2 separate regions of the Hordeum vulgare genome follow, and region 1 is linked to region 2. A link is a contact called in public Hi-C data. All regions are on one chromosome and are shown on one strand. Each heading gives the region's core, a stretch centred on a gene start, on an enhancer-like site or on the middle of the called end of the contact. The rest is flanking DNA. Distances are from core to core; before and after follow the strand shown. Region 1 has its middle 67 kb from the start of LOC123447520. Region 2 holds the start of LOC123447516 (vacuolar sorting protein 39).

Region 1 (4,191 bases), core at 59-2,558, 340 kb before region 2:
CTTTATAAATCTGAAGATGATATGCCGATCTAGTCTTTCGAAAATACTTATATATAAAAATAGAATGTATGTGTGTTGATTTATCGGAACAAATATATACATGTATATATATGAGCTCTTGCATCTGTAGTATGTTAAAAAAATCATTCAACTAACATCGCTGAAGCTCCTATAGTTTGTGTCTTCGCTAGAATTAGCAAAACTGAAAGTAGATGAAAGTCCCTTGAAATTTGCATCATCCTTCCTTTTGCTTTTCCATGGCTTAATCACCTTTCTGCTTGCCTTTTTTTGTCTTTTAGTCCGTCGGTTTTGTACTTCAAGATTCGTGCTATTTATTTATTTATTTTCTGCTGTGGTTCATGTGGTGTTCTGGACCGAAATTTCGACTGACCACTGTTTTGAGACAGATAATTTATTATTGGGCTCAGGGCCATTTCGTGTTACCTGTTGTACTTCCTCTTTTTCTGTTTGGATGCACTTTTTTTGTTTTCTTTTTTACTCAGTTTTATGGATATTATTAGGATGTTGGTGAATGTAAAATGTGTAAATGGAAATACAATGTAAGATATTATAAATAAAACTCCCTTCATTTTTAAATGTAAGTCTTTTTGGAGATTTCAATACGGACTACATACAAATTTATATAGACATATTTTAGAGTGCAAATTCATTCATTTTGCTTCCTATGCATATAGAAATATTTTAGAGATTCCTAGAAAAGTTTTTTATTTGAACTTTTCTTTTCTCAGTTTTCATCTTCTTTAATTTTAATTTTATTTATTTACTTATTTTACTTTCATTTCTATTTTATTTTAGTTGATTTACTTTTCTTTTTTGGATTTGCATTAAAGTTTATGAACTATTGTGTTTATAAATTTGAATAATAATATTAATAATATAAAATTCACCGAATAAATATTTTTTCCATCAAATGTTTAAACAACAGAAAAAACTGAATTTCAGAAAACTATCCATCATATTAAATAAATTCATTAAATTAGCAAGTGTTTTTTAATTCAAATTTTGTTCATCAAAATTAAAATGTTATACGAAATTAAAAAAATGTTCACCAAAATTCGAAAATTATTCATAGTATCAAATCATGAAATTGTTTCTGGATTCACGAAAAATATTGAAATGGTTTGAAGTTATGCACATTTTATGAAATTCATATTTTAATTTGTAATGCCAAAATAAATTAAAGAAGAAAGAAAACGAAAAAAACGAAAAAAAAGGTACGGGAGCACCCCCAGCACCTGGGCCGGCCCAAGTTTAGGCGTGGCCGCGTGGGGGTGGGGGGTGGGGGGACTTGTTTGTTCTATACTCAGCGCATAGCGCGCGGAATAGGAGCTCCAGAATTGTTGTGCCACTGGGTTATTCTCCCCTACCAATTTTGAATGTGAAATAGTGATTGCGTTGTTTGTTTGAGAGTACACTATCAAAAGGTTCAAAAAAAAAAAAGACCCGTGCATTTGCAACGGAAAAAAATAATACCACACATTTTTAATTAAAGAATTTAGAGAAGGAAATTAAAAGAAAGAGAGAGAGTAGTAGTGCACAACCCATTAGGCGTGCCAAGGCCCAACCTTACCCACTCCTAAATCTCCTACCGTAGCCCGATCCCCAACCCCCTCCTCTCCTCCACCTCGCGCCGCTAGGGGAGAGAGCCCCACAGGATCCCCAATCTCCCCGACTGCCCCTTCCAATGGCGCCCGCACTTCCCTCCTCCTCTGCTCCTCCACCGCCTCCCACCTCTGCACCTCGCGACCACCTCCCATGGTGTGCTGCTGCGAGGTCGGCCTACGGGGCCAGTCTTCGGCAAGACTTACCCCGCTGGTTGCCTGAATCCTCTAACCCCGACGCCCTCACCTCCACGTATGCATCGCCGGCACGAGCCCCTTTCCTTCGCCCCGAGCCCCCTCTGTCTCGCGGCTCCACCTCTATTCGCGTCATCCCAATTTCTTCTTCTCGAATTTGTTCCTCTGTTGATTTCCGTTGCCTCTTGTAAAATCACCAAGGCGCATGTATATAAAGTGATGAAATTATCTGTGAAGTATCGATGTGGGATTATGAGGGCAGAAGCGATAGCCCTCTTGTGCCTTTTCTGTCAGCCCAGATGCGTTTCTCTTATCCAATGTCATAGGGGGCTCTCTGCAAAAATGAAACGTTTTCACACATAAAAAGATACCGCGGGTTTAATTACCTAAAAGACAGGGACCCATTGGAGATGAGGTGGTCGCGACGGTGATGGACGCGGACGAAGATGGAGAGGTGGCGGCGGCGTTGGCCGTCCTCCGGGACGCCACCCGGGAGAGCGCTGAGCGTCGGCTTGCGCTCTGCACGCCGCGGCTGCTCGCTGCCCTCTGGCGCGTGCTGCTAATCACGTGGCACGCCTCCGCGCGGGTCGACTCGACGGCGGCGCTGGTCAACCTCTCACTTGAGCCGGCGAACAAGGTACGCATCGTCCGCGCGGGCGCTCGTCGAGGTGCTCCGCTAGGGAGGCTCGGCGCCGGAGGCGCGCGAGCACGCGGCCGGCATGCTCTTCGGCCTGGCACTCAATGAGGAGAACCGCGTCGCCATCGGCGTGCTGGGCGTGGTGCCTCCCCTGCTGGACCTCCTGACCTCCCCCGCCCACCACCCGCACGCGCGCCGCGACGCCGGGATGGCCATCTACCACCTCTCGCTGGCCGCCGTCAACCAGTCTAAGGTCACCCACTTCCCGAGGGCATCCAAGGCGCTCCTCAGCGTCGCGTCCAGCGCCGCCGAGCCCACGCCCATCCGCAGGCTGGCCCTCATGGTGATCTGCAACGTGGGCAGCTGCTCGGAGGGCCGCGCCTCTGTGATGGACGCGGGCGCCGTAGCGGCCGTGTCCGGCATCCTCCTCTCCTCCCACAACGTCGCCGAGCAGGAGGAGTGGTGCGTGGCGGCGATCTACGCGCTGAGCCGCGACAGCCTCCGGTTCCGTGGCCTGGCGCGGACAAGGCCCTCCGCCGCGTGGCCGAGGAGGGGACCCCCGGCGGCGTCCGACGCGAGATGGCGAGGAAGACGCTGCGCGCCATGCGGGGCGACCTGGACGAGGACGCGGACTTGACCGGCAGCAGCCTGTAGTGCGGCGACGGGGACGACTGCGGCGGGAGCATCGTGTCGGACGGGTTCACGTCGTTCCGGTTTAATCACCTAAAAGACAAGGGCTTTTAAAAAAAACGGCAGCGGCGGATTTTCCGACGGAAGCAATAGCCTCTTTATTATTAGAATAGATAAAGAATGGGCCCATCTTTTAACGGTGACGTTGGGCAATTAAATGGCAAACCCTATATGACGCTTGCATGCGTTATTTTTTCCGAATAACGGCATGCGTTATATAGGCGATTCTTCGCTAAAGTGCGGAGGAAGATGGGCCGACGCATTTGATGCGTGCGCACGTCTTTCCCTTTTTTTTTTTCTCTATATGCATTGTTTTTGGCTTCCGTTTCCTGTTTCCTTTTCCCCCTTTTTCCTGTTTTTTTTTCATTTTTTCATTTCCCTTGTTTTTTCATTTTTTACATTACTAATTTTACAGTTTTTGCAATATATGATGACTTTTTATACAATGGAAAATTGTCAAATATATGTTAAACTTTTTTGTTATACACAGTTATTTTTAATGTATGATGAAATATTTTTAATTATATGAGGAACATATTTATAACACACACTTGCAGTTTTTTAATATACATTGAACTTTATAAATATTATACATAGTTATTTTTAAAATTAATATGTTTTTCCAAATTTATAACAGGTTTTAAAAATATCTAGCTCCTAAAAAGCAAGAGCGAGTGTTTTGTCAAAAAATGGCTAAAAACTGAAAATAAATTGGAATACCGGTCACGGGAAGATTGGGCCGGCCCTGGCACTGGCTTTGAGCGTAGATTCGTTTGTTTGATGCCCACCAGCATCATACATGAGCTCTCATTTAAATAGCACATGAAGGTACCCTTCAAATGTTCAAAGAAAAAAAAATAGACCTCTCAAAGTACTAAAACAAAACCTCCCTATAGAAAAAGATTAGAGGGTAGATCAAATCATTTCTACGCTGGTACTTCCTCTACAAAACATTTTCCTCACTCGGACTATACCATATATGGCCAACATGACATTGGTTTTCCTCGGTAAAAGAAATACTAACTTTATTCTTGAGAAAAGCTAATT
Region 2 (4,371 bases), core at 1,111-3,610:
CATGACGTCCGGGATATCATCCGGGACTCCGAACAGCTTTCTGTTACTACCACGCATAACTCATTAATACCAAATCATCACCAAAACTTAAGTGCGCAGACCCTGCGGGTTCGAGAACTATGCAGACATGACCGAGACACTCTCCGGCCAATAACCAATAGCTGGACTTGGATGTCCATATTGGCTCCTACATATTGTATGAAGATCTTTATCGGTCGAACCACGATGTCAAGGATTCAATCAATCCCGTATACTATTCCCTTTGTCTATCGGTATGTTACTTGCCCGAGATTCAGGACGACAAGATCTTAAGACCATGCAGATCTGAAAATGTCAATGATATAGGGATGTGAGACCTCTATGAATGAAGAACCGGCAAAAGCTCCAATATAAAAAACATCATAGTAGATGCATATGGACTCCGTTTTCGATGAACTCGAGCTTGTCATGAAGATGACCATAAGCTCTAAAACTCACAAAGAGAAACACCAAACAAGAACCAAGAAGTATGATGCAAGGATGCAAATGGTTTGAACTCTCAACGAACGATGCGATCGAGCTACTCAATTGAGAGCCCCCTTGACAGTACGACAATCTATCCTAAAACAGAAAACCTACCAAGGGAAAACCTATACCTTGCAACTCCTCCTCTTGAGCTAGATGACGATGATCTTGTCTTCCTCAAGATGGGCCACCTTCTTGATTGCGTTGGCTTGATGAAGACTAGTTGATTGCTCCCCCATACACAACATGGGTTAGTCGCTCTTCAGCATATCTTCACAAGTCCATTGCCACCACAATGGACGACAAGCTTCAAACATGATATCTTCGTGCTGATCCACTTGAACTTGCACACCGCAATCTTGATGACGATCACAAATTGACGCCATCCTTCATGGGTTGTATGAGATCTTCCTCTAGACGCAAGCCCATGGAAACACACCTAAACCCACATACCATGGGTTAGTACACAAACACGTAATGGACAATGCTTACCATACCATGGGATCACTTGATCCCTCTCGGTACATCTTGTACGCTTTGTGTGTTGATCATCTTGATTTACTCTTTGTCTAACGATCTTGATCAACCTTGTGTCTCTATGACCATTCTTTGAATAATACCTTGAATACCACCTTGGTCATCATATAAATTCCTTGAACCCAACACATGGACTTCAAGAAGTGTCTATGGACAAATCCTGTAAATATAACTTAAGGCAACCGTTAGTCCATATGAATTGTCATCAATTACCAAAACCATATATGAAGAAATATGCTCTAACAAAGACGTATTCGGCTCGCTCGATGCAGTAAATCCGACGACCAGTAACCCGACTGATCTTCTAAAGCGGGTGAAAGCTTAGCCCATGAAAAAGAGAGTAAGTATACTTGTACAAAATATGAGGGATACACGTATACGCTCGTATACTCCCGTCCTCTACATCAACTCCCCCATCAAGTAGCGTGCGTGGCAGGTTTGGCTAGCGGCCAGAAACCCTAGCTGCCACCGTCAAGAGAGCCAATTTTTGGCGCCGTTTTCTGGCATCTCTCCTCCGCCGGCGACTTCTTTGTCATCGGTCGTGAGGGGAATCATCGGATCTCGCACGTGCAGAACATTTTTTGCTTTAGGTTTTAGGGCCATAATAGCTTAGGTTTTTGGATCCTTCGACGTAATGGCTTCGACAACGGCGACAACAGTGTTGAATAAAGAGGCTCCAGATTCTTCCCCGATGAGGCGATCGTTTTTATGGTCGGTGATGGATTTAGGAACGAGTCTGTTCAAGCGGGAACATCGCGGCGACGACGACAACCTTGTAGTGAACTTGTGTCCTCGGGCTCCGCCAGTGTGATGACGTCTGGTCCAACGTCGGTACGGAGCTTGGAGGTAGTCCAGGAGCAGATGAGATTATGATGTGCATCAACGACATCTGAAAAACGAACGTGTGCTGAGTTCGTGGTTGATGGGTAGCAGCTATTGTTTCCTCATTCATCGTCTTAGTCGTGGTGGGGTGTCAGATCTGTAGTTCGATGGCGTGTTTGAAGTGTTGTCCCGATCTAATTCGTTCAACGATAATGGCTTCATCTTTGATGAGCCATCTTGAAGGTCCGTAAAGCTACATATCGGCGATGGAGCCGCGTCGAGCTCGGGTGAGGAGGTGACCCGTCATTTTATCCTTTGATGGCTGCTATGGTGATGTCGGACGTTGGTGTCAAACTCAACGATGTTTTGCTATCGTTTCAGTTTGGTCATCTTGATTTTTACGTGACTTGTAATTTAATCTTTATGATATGAATACGGTAGTATTATAATTTTTTCTTTTTTACTTCTGTCCTCTACCTCGACTGCCTCTGGCCAACGGGCCAACGTCTTACTACGGTCTCCCCACCTGTCCGATTCGACCCCCACCCCCAACCTTTTCCTCCTCCCACACGACGACCGCCGGGGCCGCCTCGCGTCGCCGTGGAGGGCCCCGCCCGATCGCGCCGGCCCGGCCATGGTGCACAGCGCGTATGACGCCGTCGAGCTGGTCTCCGGCGTGCCCGGACGCATCGAGGCCGTCGCCTCCCACGCCGGGAAGCTCCTCGTCGCGGCCTCCGACTGCTCGCTCCGCATCTACTCCGCGCCGCCCCCCGCCGACGGCGAGATCCGGAGGGACGGGCCCTACGCGCTCGAGCGCCAGGAGCAGCGCCTCTGGCGCCGCGCGCCCTCCGCCATGGAGGCCAGCGCCAGCCGCGACCTCCTGCTCTCGCTCTCCGAGTGGGTCGCCCTCCACCGCCTCCCGGGGCTCGAGACCGTCGCCGTCGTCTCCAAGACCAAGGGCGCCAACGTCTTCGCCTGGGACGACCGCCGGGGCCTGCTTGCCGCCGGCCGCCAGAAGCGCCTAACCGTCTTCCGCCTCGACGGTGAGAATTTTGTCGTCTGCTTTCGATATGTCCCAGCATTTTTCTCTCCGTTGCCATGGTTTGATCATCTGTTTGATTGCGATCTCGCTGGAGCTGGAAATAACCCGCTGGTACTTGTTAGACTGTTAGTCTCAGTTCGGTGAATCACAACTTTTATGCTGGAGCTCGAATTTCCATTGTAGGAAACACACGTCTTTTATGCTCTCTAGTTTTCCATGCCAAATAACATTACAGTATCTGATATCCGAATCAGGGAAGCTCTAATAAATTGTTTTTACCAGATTATTTAGCATGCTATGAGGTGGTATCCCCTTAAACCGAAGTACCGTATTCCTTTCGAACTTTATGTTATAATAAAATGTATGTTCCGTCAATTCTTTTTCTATTTTTAAATGTTTGTAACTTCTCATTGGCAAGGGGAAATTTGCAAATGTGACCCTGTTTGGAATTCGGAAAAGCTTATGAAGTACCAGTATACCTTTGTTTGTTGAAATTGGCAAAAGGAAAAATTACATGTAAATAAGCTTCATAGTGGTGAATGCTTCATAGTGTTCTAAGAGCAGTGTAGAGAAGACTAACTGTATTTAGCCGCATCTAGTACCTTATGTAAGAATTGAGGCCTGATGCGCCTTCAAATGTTAATTTCCTATGGTGCGTGTTTGATAGATTTGTGTAAGCTTCTACGGTAAAATAAAGGAATCTGGAAAGATGGCAAATGTTTAAACTGTTCAAATGATCTTGTTGTGAACAGGCAAGGAAACTTAATTTCTGTTTGTCAGGTGGGCGAGAATTTGTCGAGGTGAAGGAATTTAGTGTCCCTGATATTGTGAAATCAATGGCCTGGTGTGGTGACAACATATGCCTTGGCATCAGGAGGGACTATATGATCATAAATAGCGTGACTGGGGCATTAAGTGAAGTGTTTTCTTCTGGGAGGATTGCTCCTCCTTTAGTTGTGCCTCTTCCTACCGGGGAGCTCCTCCTTGGAAAGGTACAGTACTTCTTTTCACAATCTTACTAGTTTCTAGTTGATTTTCCATCTCATGATATTGTTTGGCAGATCGATGATAGCATTTTGTGGTGTTGTTTGGTTCCAAATGACTAGATAACAACATGATATGCTTTACAAGAAGAATGTGGCAGCTTTTCTAAACACCGGGATTTATTCATGTTTTCTTCGCATTGATTCCTAATCAATAGCTAAGCTGAATGCCTTCTTTCGTTCGAATTGCATCACAATTTGAGGATAAGGGAATCTTGTCTTGTGAAATATTGAAGATGTTGTACCACAATTGATGTGAAAACCTTTAGCTAGATGCATTATAATAACACTTAGGTACCAGTTAGAACACTTTCAAACTTTGTCATTTAGCTATCAGAAGGGACCGTCTTGATTCACATTCCCAAGCATGCGTTGATGTGCCATGAAAGTTTTCTTTAAAACAGATGTGAGTTAAAGGTCAGC

Evidence for each region. A called contact is a pair of places that touch in the nucleus more often than the background predicts.
Region 1: a Hi-C map of seedling shows a contact between it and region 2, with 4 times the contacts expected there. The contact joins the enhancer-like site here to the promoter of LOC123447516 in region 2. A contact is called at or near these places in 4 of 6 Hi-C or Micro-C datasets (leaf and seedling).

The regions. Positions count from the first base shown.
Region 1 is chr4H:19,602,743-19,606,933 of MorexV3_pseudomolecules_assembly, reverse strand. It overlaps the pseudogene LOC123450201. Among protein-coding and RNA genes, the nearest start is that of LOC123447520, 67 kb to the left of the region's middle. Within about 2 kb of position 1,308, at least 3 of the 3 cell types and tissues checked have open chromatin away from gene starts, as enhancers often do. A contact at or near this core is called in leaf and seedling, where this site is marked.
Region 2 is chr4H:19,268,268-19,272,638 of MorexV3_pseudomolecules_assembly, reverse strand. LOC123447516 (vacuolar sorting protein 39) reads left to right here and starts at 2,360. Exons shown (of 13, transcript XM_045124124.1): 1 at 2,360-2,906; 2 at 3,686-3,897. The coding sequence starts at 2,498.